Regions from separate parts of the Mus musculus genome. Here regions 1 and 3 are each linked to region 2. The links are chromatin contacts, called in public HiChIP or PLAC-seq maps. All regions are on one chromosome and are shown on one strand. Each heading gives the region's core, a stretch centred on a gene start, on an enhancer-like site or on the middle of the called end of the contact. The rest is flanking DNA. Distances are from core to core; before and after follow the strand shown.

Region 1 (3,003 bases), core at 365-2,864, 240 kb after region 2:
CGAAAGTTGGCGGAGTTTGATTTCTATTAAACATGCCCCCAGAAAATGCCAGAACCAAGGACTCGAGTATACAGTCCCGAGAAGACCCTCATACTTGCTTTTGAGGTCACATGTAGGTTCACCGATCTCTCCAAAGCAGCTAGTGCCATTTGTGAAGTAGCCCAAAAGCTGGGGTCCCTAGTTATTATTTTTATTCTGTTCTAGGCTCCGGGAAGCCTGAGAAGTGCATTTGGGAGACAGGACCAGGATACCTTGGAATGAGTATTCAAGGGACTTGTGCATCCCCCATACTCTCCCCTTGCTAAATACAGTTGTCCTACCACAGAAATGATCATCATGCCAACTGCAGCCTCAAGAGGCGAGGGGCGCCTCCAAGGCCACAGGCAAAATAAAAATGCCAGTGATAGTCCAGATAGTTTGGAAACTCTTGCTCCAAGCTACAGGTTTCCTTCCCTCCTCTCGGGAAGCACCCAAATCTCTTCCACTCTTCCTTGCAGCTCGCCAGGGAAATTCTAATATCCAAAGGCAAAGACCTCTTGGGCTGGGGTCTTGCCATCATCACCCCACACACACACACACACACACACACACACACACACACACACACACCCGTGCGCGCCCAAAGCTAGCATTCAAGGCTGTGCGCTTCTCTTCGCCCCGCCCCGGCTCTGATCCTGGCTCATTCATTCCAACTGGTCCCCTCCTTGCAGCCCAGGCAGTGTTTCCTGCAGGCTCCGTGGACAATTCTTTATTGTCTTTAAATCTCTGAAGTAACCTCCACGGTTTCTTTTCACACTTTTTCACCCCTTTCCGTTAAATCCTCCCGGTCCTCAAAAGACAGCTAGTCTACCAAAGAAACCAGACCCCTTTCCCACCACCTCCAGCGCTCTGCTAGGGTTTCAGGGGTCCAGGGTCACAGTTCTCTGTCCCCATCTGGGATAGGGCAGCACCACCCCGCGCGCGGCTCCCTCTTCCCCATGGGCACCCAGAAAAGCTCTCACCCCTCTGTTGATGCCATGGCGTGGGGAACGCCCCCTCCTCCCGGGCACGGTCTGGAGACGGTGGCGGCGAGCTGGGTGAGCCCGGAGTGCGGCGGAGAGCGGTATTTAACGGGCAGCCTCTCTCCGCCCTCGCACCCCCCTCCTGGGTAAGCCCTTTAGCGCCTCGGCGCGCGCGGGAGGCTGCTGCGGGCGCTAATCCACGTCCCGGCTTTCCACCGCGCGCGGTCCCGTGAGCGGCTCGCGGCCAGCGCTCCGAGGGGCGCTGCGGGGATCCTGCACCGGCTGCTGCGAGGTCGCGCTGGCCGCAGGGCTGCAGGAACACACTCCCCGCTTCCCAGCAGCCACCTGTGTGTGTGCGTGTCTGTGTGCTTCGCCGCGGGGCAGACCGGTACCAGGAGTGGCCGGCACCGAGCGGGATGGGGAAGACCGGGAGTGCGAGTGCGGGGGAGTGTGTGCGTGCGTGCGCGTGTGCTGGTGTGTGCGCGCCGGGGGAGGCGGTAGAGGCCGCTGCGCCCTGGCTCGGCGCCGGCCGAAGAGGGATTGCAAGGTTTAGCCCAGCCGGAGCTGGGGATTTGCAGGCGATCCCTCTCTATTTTTGTCCAGAGCTGACATCACCCGCGCCGCAGCCTGGGGCGACTTCTTTAACTGTCGCCCCTGCCCCCCATCTTTAGACGTTGTCCCTTTTCTGTTGTCCCTCCCCCACCAGCCTCCAGTCATAAATTAGAAAAAAAAAAAAAAAAAAAAAAAGGCACCGCCGGTAGTCCGGGAAGGCTTTGGAAAGCCAGTGGCAGGATCCCAGGGTCTAAGGAGTCGCTATTGTTTCCTCTCGAGTCTGAGTGGCCCTGGGTCACCCTGTGCTGGGCCAAGCGCTGAGACCCGGGATGCCCCTCCGTCCCCAATCCTTGGAGAAGCCTTGGCACTCCCCATCACTCCCTGGACATCTGCTCGGGCTCACATCACACAGGCCGGCACACCCACCCACATCCTACCACTTCTGAGAGTAGAAGTCCCACTGAATCTGAGCTGCAGAAACACTCAGGTGACCGGAAGGAAACGCGACCCAGCTGCGGGTCCTTCTTTACCCGGGCCCGAATAAATCCCGGACATTCAATCATTCGTCTAGATTAATATTAATGTGGTTCCCCGAGGGCGAGCAGGGTGTGAGGGATGCCATAATTTCTCTCTCTCTCTCTCCCTCTCTCTCTCTCTCTCTCTCTCTCTCTCTCTCTCTCTCTCTCTCTCTCACACACACACACACACACACACACACACACACACACACACACACACGCCAGGGCCAAGGGCTGGAGACGCATCTCCTTCACCCACCCAGGGCTCAGTTCTCAGCAGGCCTCTGAGCGTGGGGGGAGGCGTGCAAAGACAGATGGGCTTCTGCCTTCTGCGAGGGAGAGTCCAAGCCTCCTGCCCAGCTTTGCATAATAATGACAAGTTCTGCTCAGCTTTTATTATCTCGAGGACTGGGACACACCAGACACCTACAGGTCCTCCACCTGCTGACCCCGTGGCCACCTAAAAGGCAAAACCTTCTTTTCCTCTGCTGGACATTGGGACTCAAACCTATCACCTCTGCAGGGCCCAGATAAGAATTAAACAGACTCTACTGAGAGGTTTAAAAGTGTAAACAAAGATGTCAAAAGGTGTGAGCAGGTCACTTGGGACCTGCTAGGCTCCTCTGAGCAGCATCTCAGAACTCCAGCATTCTAGTTTCTTTTCTCCTTCTTTTCCCCTCCAGGATTCTAGCCCAGAGGCTTTCTCATCCATGCTCCACATCTTCGCTTCTTTGCATGCGTGGCAAACTGGAGGGGTCACCTTCGTTCTCAATAAGTAACTGAATGAACTGCATTCAAAACCTGTTCTGTTAAACCAGCTGTGGTGCTGTATGCTTGGAATGCCGGTGCCTAGCAGGCTGGGGTAGGATGTTCTCATGTTTGAGACAGGTGTGGGCTACAGAGTAAGCTCATGCTTCAGAAACCAAAAGAAG
Region 2 (3,054 bases), core at 26-2,525:
AGTTTGCAGTATATTTTATACTGCAGCAGCCACTGGCTTGTGTGGGAGCTAGTGCCTAGACCAAACCAGGATTGCTTCTCTTGAAACCCTCTGGCACTCATTACGTGCTTGATGAATAAATGGATGGACAGGTGGCTGTGTACATTTCTCTCACTTTCTCAGTTTCTTTCAGTAAATCCCAAAATATCATTTTCCTTCAGAAATTCTGGCATGATTCATTCCGGGTCCTGCCCTGGCCATGCCTTCTGTGTTTCTCATTCAGCAAGAAGTCCACTCAGATTTAGTTCACATTAAAAATAAACAGAGCTTTTGATATCCAAATTGCAACTTGCAGGGTATTAGAGAAGATAGGGAATTGCAATTTTACATACGATTTTCCCCGATTTTCAGCCTTGAGATTTCTCCCTTGAAGACTATGGCAAATGTGCATCCCTCTTTGAAATGTATCAAGATGTAAAGGGGAATTTGAATGTATTAAAGTTTGCAGCAAAGAGAATATAAAATGTAAACAAGAAAGAACAGTTAAATGTGTGAGTGGATATGGGGATGGGTAGAATGAGAGACGGGAACCATGTATGTGCGTCGGGATGGATAGGAAATATGATGAACAGATATGAGCTGAGGAGGGGTGTGAAAAGGATTGAAAAGTTGTGCAGGTGGGCGAATACAAGAATTGGTGGGCAGGTGTAGTATGGCTAGATTAGTGCATTTGCAGAAGGAAGATGGGTGGACAGAGGAATGGATGGGTGGATTGTGAGTCCGAGAAGGATTTAAGAAATTGGTAGATATTTTGAGAGCATGAATGAAATGTGTTGAGCACCCTTGGGTTTTCCCCGGATCAAAGATCAGATGAGCGGTTTGGACTTCTCTCAGAGGGAAAGAGGAAAGAACACTCCCACAAGTTCCCCACTTTTCAGTCCCCACCCTGGCCAGGAAAGCACTCTCCACTAGGATGGATCTCTCCCTCTCCCTCTCTCTCTCTCTCTCTCTCTCTCTCTCTCTCTCTCCCTTCAGCCTCTTTCTTTCTTCAGTTCCTCCCTAAGATAAGTCCAGCTTCCTCAGCTTCCTGGGAAAACCAGTCTTTCCCTAGCCAGGTTCCCAAGTTTAGTGGCAAAGGAGAAACTGGAAGATTTAACTGAGAGGGGCGAGGTCTTAGAACTCAGTCATTCTCCTTGTCCCAGGCAGCGCTTCTCATAGGCTGGTAGGCTGGGCCAGGGTAGGAAGCCTGTGGAGTGGCCCTGGAGAACGTGGGCGCACGGGGGCTGGGGGGGGGAGGGGGGCGGCCATTCTCTTCTGTCCAAGAGAGCAGGGCAGGAGTGCAGGGGCAGTAGCGAAAGCAGGCTGGTGTGTCTTTAAACTTCCGTTGGCTGCTTAGTCACAGCCCCCTCGCTTTGGGTGTGTCCTTCGCGCGCTCCCTCCCTCTTAGGTCACTCACTCTTTCAAAGCCTGGAATAAAAACCACAGCCAACTTCCGAAGCGGTCTCATTGCCCAGCAGCCCCCAGCCAGTGACAGGTTCCATTCACCCTCGTTGCCCTTCTCCCCACGACCCTTTTCCAGAGGCGACTAGATCCCTCCGTTTCATCCAGCACGCCATGGACAAGTTTTGGTGGCACACAGCTTGGGGACTTTGCCTCTTGCAGTTGAGCCTGGCACATCCACATCAGCAGATCGGTGAGTGGCCCGCCACCGCGCCTGAGGACTCCAGCTGGATGCCTCTGGGTTGAATCGCCCTGGGGAGGGACTGTAGTGAATTGGGCTAGCAAAGCAAAGCTGGGATTTGGGGCTATGCTATTGGAAAGAGTTTACGCCTGGGAAGTGCTGCTTTGGTGAAAGGAAAAGAGAAAGGGAGAAGAAAGTTTGCTGGGCAAGTTGCCCGCAGATTTTGGGCGAGGTCCCCATGCTTGCTGGAGCACATGGCTCAAAAGTAACTGTACTCTTGGATGCCCGCAGCCTCTGTCCCGACTAACAGGCTCTGGTGCTCAAGGGCTCCCCAAGCCTGGCTAACTGTGGCTAGGCAGGTAGAGGCAGACACTGGAACAGACCTGTAGAGCACTCCCCAAGGTGTGCACATAGCTACAGGCCAGAGATTGGGCAATGAGCTTTTCAGAAAGGAGCCTTGAAAAGCTGAAGACAGTGGGTCCCAGCTTTGACTAGTTTTCGGGGCTCTTAAAGTCAGCTTTGGTCACCAACGGCTTTATTTTAGCTTGTGGGAGTTTGAACTGGTTTGTGTGAGGCTCTGAGTGGCCTAAAGGTTCCAACATGGACCAAGGAGGACACATAACCGGAGCAATAATTCGACCAGCCGCGCAGTGCTTGCAGTCTAGGCAAAGTCAAACAGCAACAGGGTTCATATTTGCTGCCTGGCAGCCTCAGAGCAGGAGGGGACCTGTATCAGGGTAACCTGTGAACTTTAGCGCAGTCCCTAATATCCCATCTAAATGTGGTTGGTGACTTTGGTGGCTGTGGAGAGGAGGAGCTTGGGCCAAATATCCAGTATGGCTCATTTTCAAGCGTCCCCCCTCCTTTATCTATATATGAACAGATAATTCCACGAAGGCTTTGGTTATCATCAGCATAGTTAAATTTTCTTTGAAGAAGTGCCAGCTAGGTCATTAAGTCAGCTCAGACTTCAGTGAGTTCCTCTCAACAAGAATTACTAAATCCAGTTCTGGGGGTAAGGGGTGCCAAACTGGGTTTTTTTTTCTTTTTAGACATGGTACGTTGGGATTAGAAAATCGCACCTCCATTGTTGAATGTTAAATTTTGAATGCTGATGCAGAAGTAATGCAAATAATAATTGCAGTAGGACACTATTGGCCATTTGTGTGTGTGTTCTTTGCTGTGCTATGTTAGGTAATTCACATAAGCTATCTCATTTTATCCTCATGGTGATTTGGTGACAAATGCTCCCCCCAACACCTTACCAGTAGGGAAACAGAGGCTCAGAGAGGTTAGGTGACTTCCCCTAGTCACACAGCAAGGAGTGGGGCTGGGTGTGAACTTGGGTTCATTAAGTTCCCTAGCTTAGACTGCCATGGGATATCTAAAAGCAA
Region 3 (3,006 bases), core at 138-2,637, 140 kb after region 2:
CATTGCCAATGCTTAGCATGGGAACTTGGAATAGAAAATATCCAGAACCAACTCACCAGGGGAGGCAAACAACATATTCCAAGATACATTCGGTTTCACTTGCCTGGCCATTTCTCCCAAGGCTGGAAAATGCATTATTCAGAAAGAGGGTGCCATAAAATGGTAATGGAATAAAGAAAAATTTCTCAACTTTTCTTTTCATCAACTTTTCAAGCAATATTAGGAGCATACCTGGGACCATTTTGAACTCTTTCCCCAGAGTTTAAAGTTTAATCTTGGGTTCAGGTGTCCTGTCTACATACCAAAGGGTTTCTGAGGATCACCAACTGGCAGTGACTTTTCTCATCTTCGTAGGTTATTTTACAGAAGCAATCATTTCTTCTTTTTATTTGTTAACTGTTTGTGAGTATGTATGTTGGGGTGCACATGAACATATGAGTATATATGCTGTAGAGGTCAGAGGACAATCTCTGATGCTACCTTTAGATACAATCCACCCTCTTTGAGGCAGAATTTCTCATTGGGTTAGAGCTCACCAGCTGGCAGCTGTCTGCTAGGCATCTGCCTGTTTCTTCACTCTCCATGTTAGCACTAAACACACTTGTTTCCATACCTAGTATTTTTATGTGGGTTTTGGAATCTAGCTTGTGATTGACAAGTAAGCCATATCCTGATATCCAGAGCTGTCGCTTCTGAATAGAACAGTCTTCTGAAAATAGGTCTCTCATGTGACTTTGTATGTGCTGAAACAATGAGGGTTGCCTGCTTTGTAGTTAAAACATTAAAATATTTCTAGAGCAAGCACTCCAGGCTCATGGGAGGGTTTGGCCAAGTCAGGCCATCAGTGTGGCCCAGCCTAGAATCCCAAGACTTGTAACTGAGAACAATTTGGAGGTCCCTGGAGCTCCAAGGGACTGGGATGTTTGGTGTATTTTGCTACCCCTTTCGGGTTTATTGCATGTCTACATACATACAATACAGAACATGTCTGTGCCCTTTCCTGTCACACCAGTGATCATGTCTGTGCCTGTCACACCAGTATGGAGCTGGTATATTTCATAGAACTCCATATGAGACAGCAGATACAGTGTGTAGCAGCTTTTTGAACTTAAACAATCTAAATTCAAATCCTAGCTCTACCACTTGTCAACAACATACAAAATTTGGGCAACTGTATCCTGACTTCCTCACCGGTTGAAAGGATAAATGAGGGTTTCTCTTTCATGTAGTGGCCGGCGGCATTTAGGAACCAATAAGTACATGGGCACTTAAGAGAGGTAGGGCACATTACAACCCTCAAGCCAAGTAATCTATCATTCTTATCGGGCACTTGAGGACAAGGTGAGACAGCTGTGGGAGTGAAACTTCCCTAAAGTCCCAGACAGCAAAGACTCTTCAGCCCGTCCCCAGTATTGACAGGACAGAAAGGAAGTGGGGATTCCCAGGTTCCAGTCATCCTTAGCCTTGGCTGTTTTGTTTACAATCTGGGTTGCTCTGGTCATGAGTCACTCTTACAAGCACTGTGAAAAATCTTGTTAGGAGTCAAATATTAGTAACCCCCCCCCCCTTATGGACAGTATTATCTAGAAAATTCTCAGCCTTCTCCTGGTCCCTTGACCCATTCTGCTTTGTCTGGGAGTCCACTCCCCTGGCTGGCTTCTCTCGAGGCTGGTTGCTGGAGGTTGTGCCAAGCTCTGTGTACACAACATCAAAGCAGAACCTCACAGTAACCACGCAAGGCACATAAACAGCTTCTTTCACCATGAGACAACCAGCGATTCCATGGATCAGGTAACTTAGGGTCACACAAATTCAATGTGGTCTTCTGGGATTTGAACACCCCTCTGTTTGCTTCTGCTACATGCTGGCTCTTGATGACCCTGGAAGCTCTATAACTTAATAAATATACAGAAAGTTCTTGGTCATTGTACTCCTACATGAGGGAGAAGAGAGAATTAGGATTCACACAATAGCACAGCATAAAGCTAGACTTGGCTATTTTTCCCCAAATACATTGCAGGCAGAGAACTGTGCATATGCCATGCAGGTGCCTATGTAAGCCAAACTTTCATATTTCTAAAAATTAAGGAGATTTTGGCTAAGTTTATTCAGAAGCAAAGACTTAAACATATGTAGTCAACCTTATCCTTTGCTCATGAAATTTCACAACAGTAGCATTGTTAATATGAAATAAATTACAAGTAAATGGAATTCTGTAATATCAGTGAAATACCGGTCTTGCAGTCACTGCTCTGATTCTAATCCCATTGTGCACTGGAGGGTAAGCCTGATTGCTGTCAGGGCCAAGAATGAAAGGACATAAAGCTATCATTACTTTGCCAACAGCTTCATTAAGTCAAGAGTTTTGATGAGTGGGAAGTTGGAAGTCTCATGTGATATGTGTTTGGACAAGATTCATGCTTCATACTGGAATCTGAAGCAAGTTTTCCATCCTGAGTAACTTGTGGCACTCCCTGTGTCACAGCTGCTTTCTCATTTCGTATTACAGGACCACGGTTATATTTTACTGAACGTCACTGGGTAGGAACAATTCCAATAGCTCCCATCTACTGATATGTGATATGTGTCATGTATGATGCTCCTAACCACCCCAATTCTGTGATTGCTGTTGCCATGGTACACATGAGGAGATGGAGGTTCTACTCTAGCATATACAATACGAGGTGTTTGTGAAGGTCAGATCAATCAACATACAAAGGCAGCCCAATCGCATTATACCAGAGGCAGTGTGGCCCACATTTAGGTAGCCTGGGTTTGAATCCTACTGCACCACTAATAGACATGATCTTGGGCAAGCTTTTTCTTCCTTTATGGTTTTATTTTTTTATCACCAGCTAAGATAGACAGAACACAGTACCCATTTTTCTAAAGACACCCCAAAGGCCACACATTAAGATCCTCAGTAAGCAGAAGAATATATCAGAATTCGGGGACCTGAATTTTAGCCAGCTTCTAAATGGCTGGACTCTCTGAGTCTTGGTGTCC

Evidence for each region. HiChIP or PLAC-seq counts read pairs in DNA pulled down with a chosen protein or histone mark.
Region 1: a contact with region 2 is called in an HNF4G HiChIP or PLAC-seq map of pancreatic cancer cells. The contact joins the promoter of Slc1a2 here to the promoter of Cd44 in region 2. A contact is called at or near these places in 5 of 39 promoter capture datasets (embryonic stem cells, hippocampal neurons, liver and 1 more), 1 of 484 Hi-C or Micro-C datasets (embryonic stem cells) and 3 of 115 datasets of contacts at active chromatin or transcription factors (bone marrow-derived macrophages, embryonic stem cells and pancreatic cancer cells).
Region 3: a FOXA1 HiChIP or PLAC-seq map of pancreatic cancer cells shows a contact between it and region 2. The contact joins the enhancer-like site here to the promoter of Cd44 in region 2. A contact is called at or near these places in 1 of 39 promoter capture datasets (pre-B cells), 2 of 484 Hi-C or Micro-C datasets (both in nephron progenitors), 2 of 115 datasets of contacts at active chromatin or transcription factors (bone marrow-derived macrophages and pancreatic cancer cells) and 3 of 9 other capture datasets (adipose tissue, liver and pancreatic islet).

What each region holds. Positions count from the first base shown.
Region 1 is chr2:102,657,300-102,660,302 of GRCm38.p6, reverse strand. Slc1a2 (solute carrier family 1 (glial high affinity glutamate transporter), member 2) reads right to left here and starts at 1,614. Exons shown (of 11, transcript NM_001077514.4): 1 at 1,002-1,614. The coding sequence starts at 1,018. It overlaps LOC115489466 (a long non-coding RNA gene), which reads right to left and starts at 995. Exons shown (of 2, transcript XR_003953884.1): 1 at 1-995.
Region 2 is chr2:102,899,886-102,902,939 of GRCm38.p6, reverse strand. Cd44 (CD44 antigen) reads left to right here and starts at 1,275. Exons shown (of 9, transcript NM_001039151.1): 1 at 1,275-1,672. The coding sequence starts at 1,594.
Region 3 is chr2:102,763,497-102,766,502 of GRCm38.p6, reverse strand. All of the region lies in intron 8 of Slc1a2 (solute carrier family 1 (glial high affinity glutamate transporter), member 2), which reads right to left. Among named protein-coding and RNA genes, the nearest start is that of Gm13872, 18 kb to the right of the region's middle. Within about 2 kb of position 1,387, at least 45 of the 459 cell types and tissues checked have an H3K27ac peak or open chromatin away from gene starts, as enhancers often do. A contact at or near this core is called in liver and pancreatic cancer cells, where this site is marked.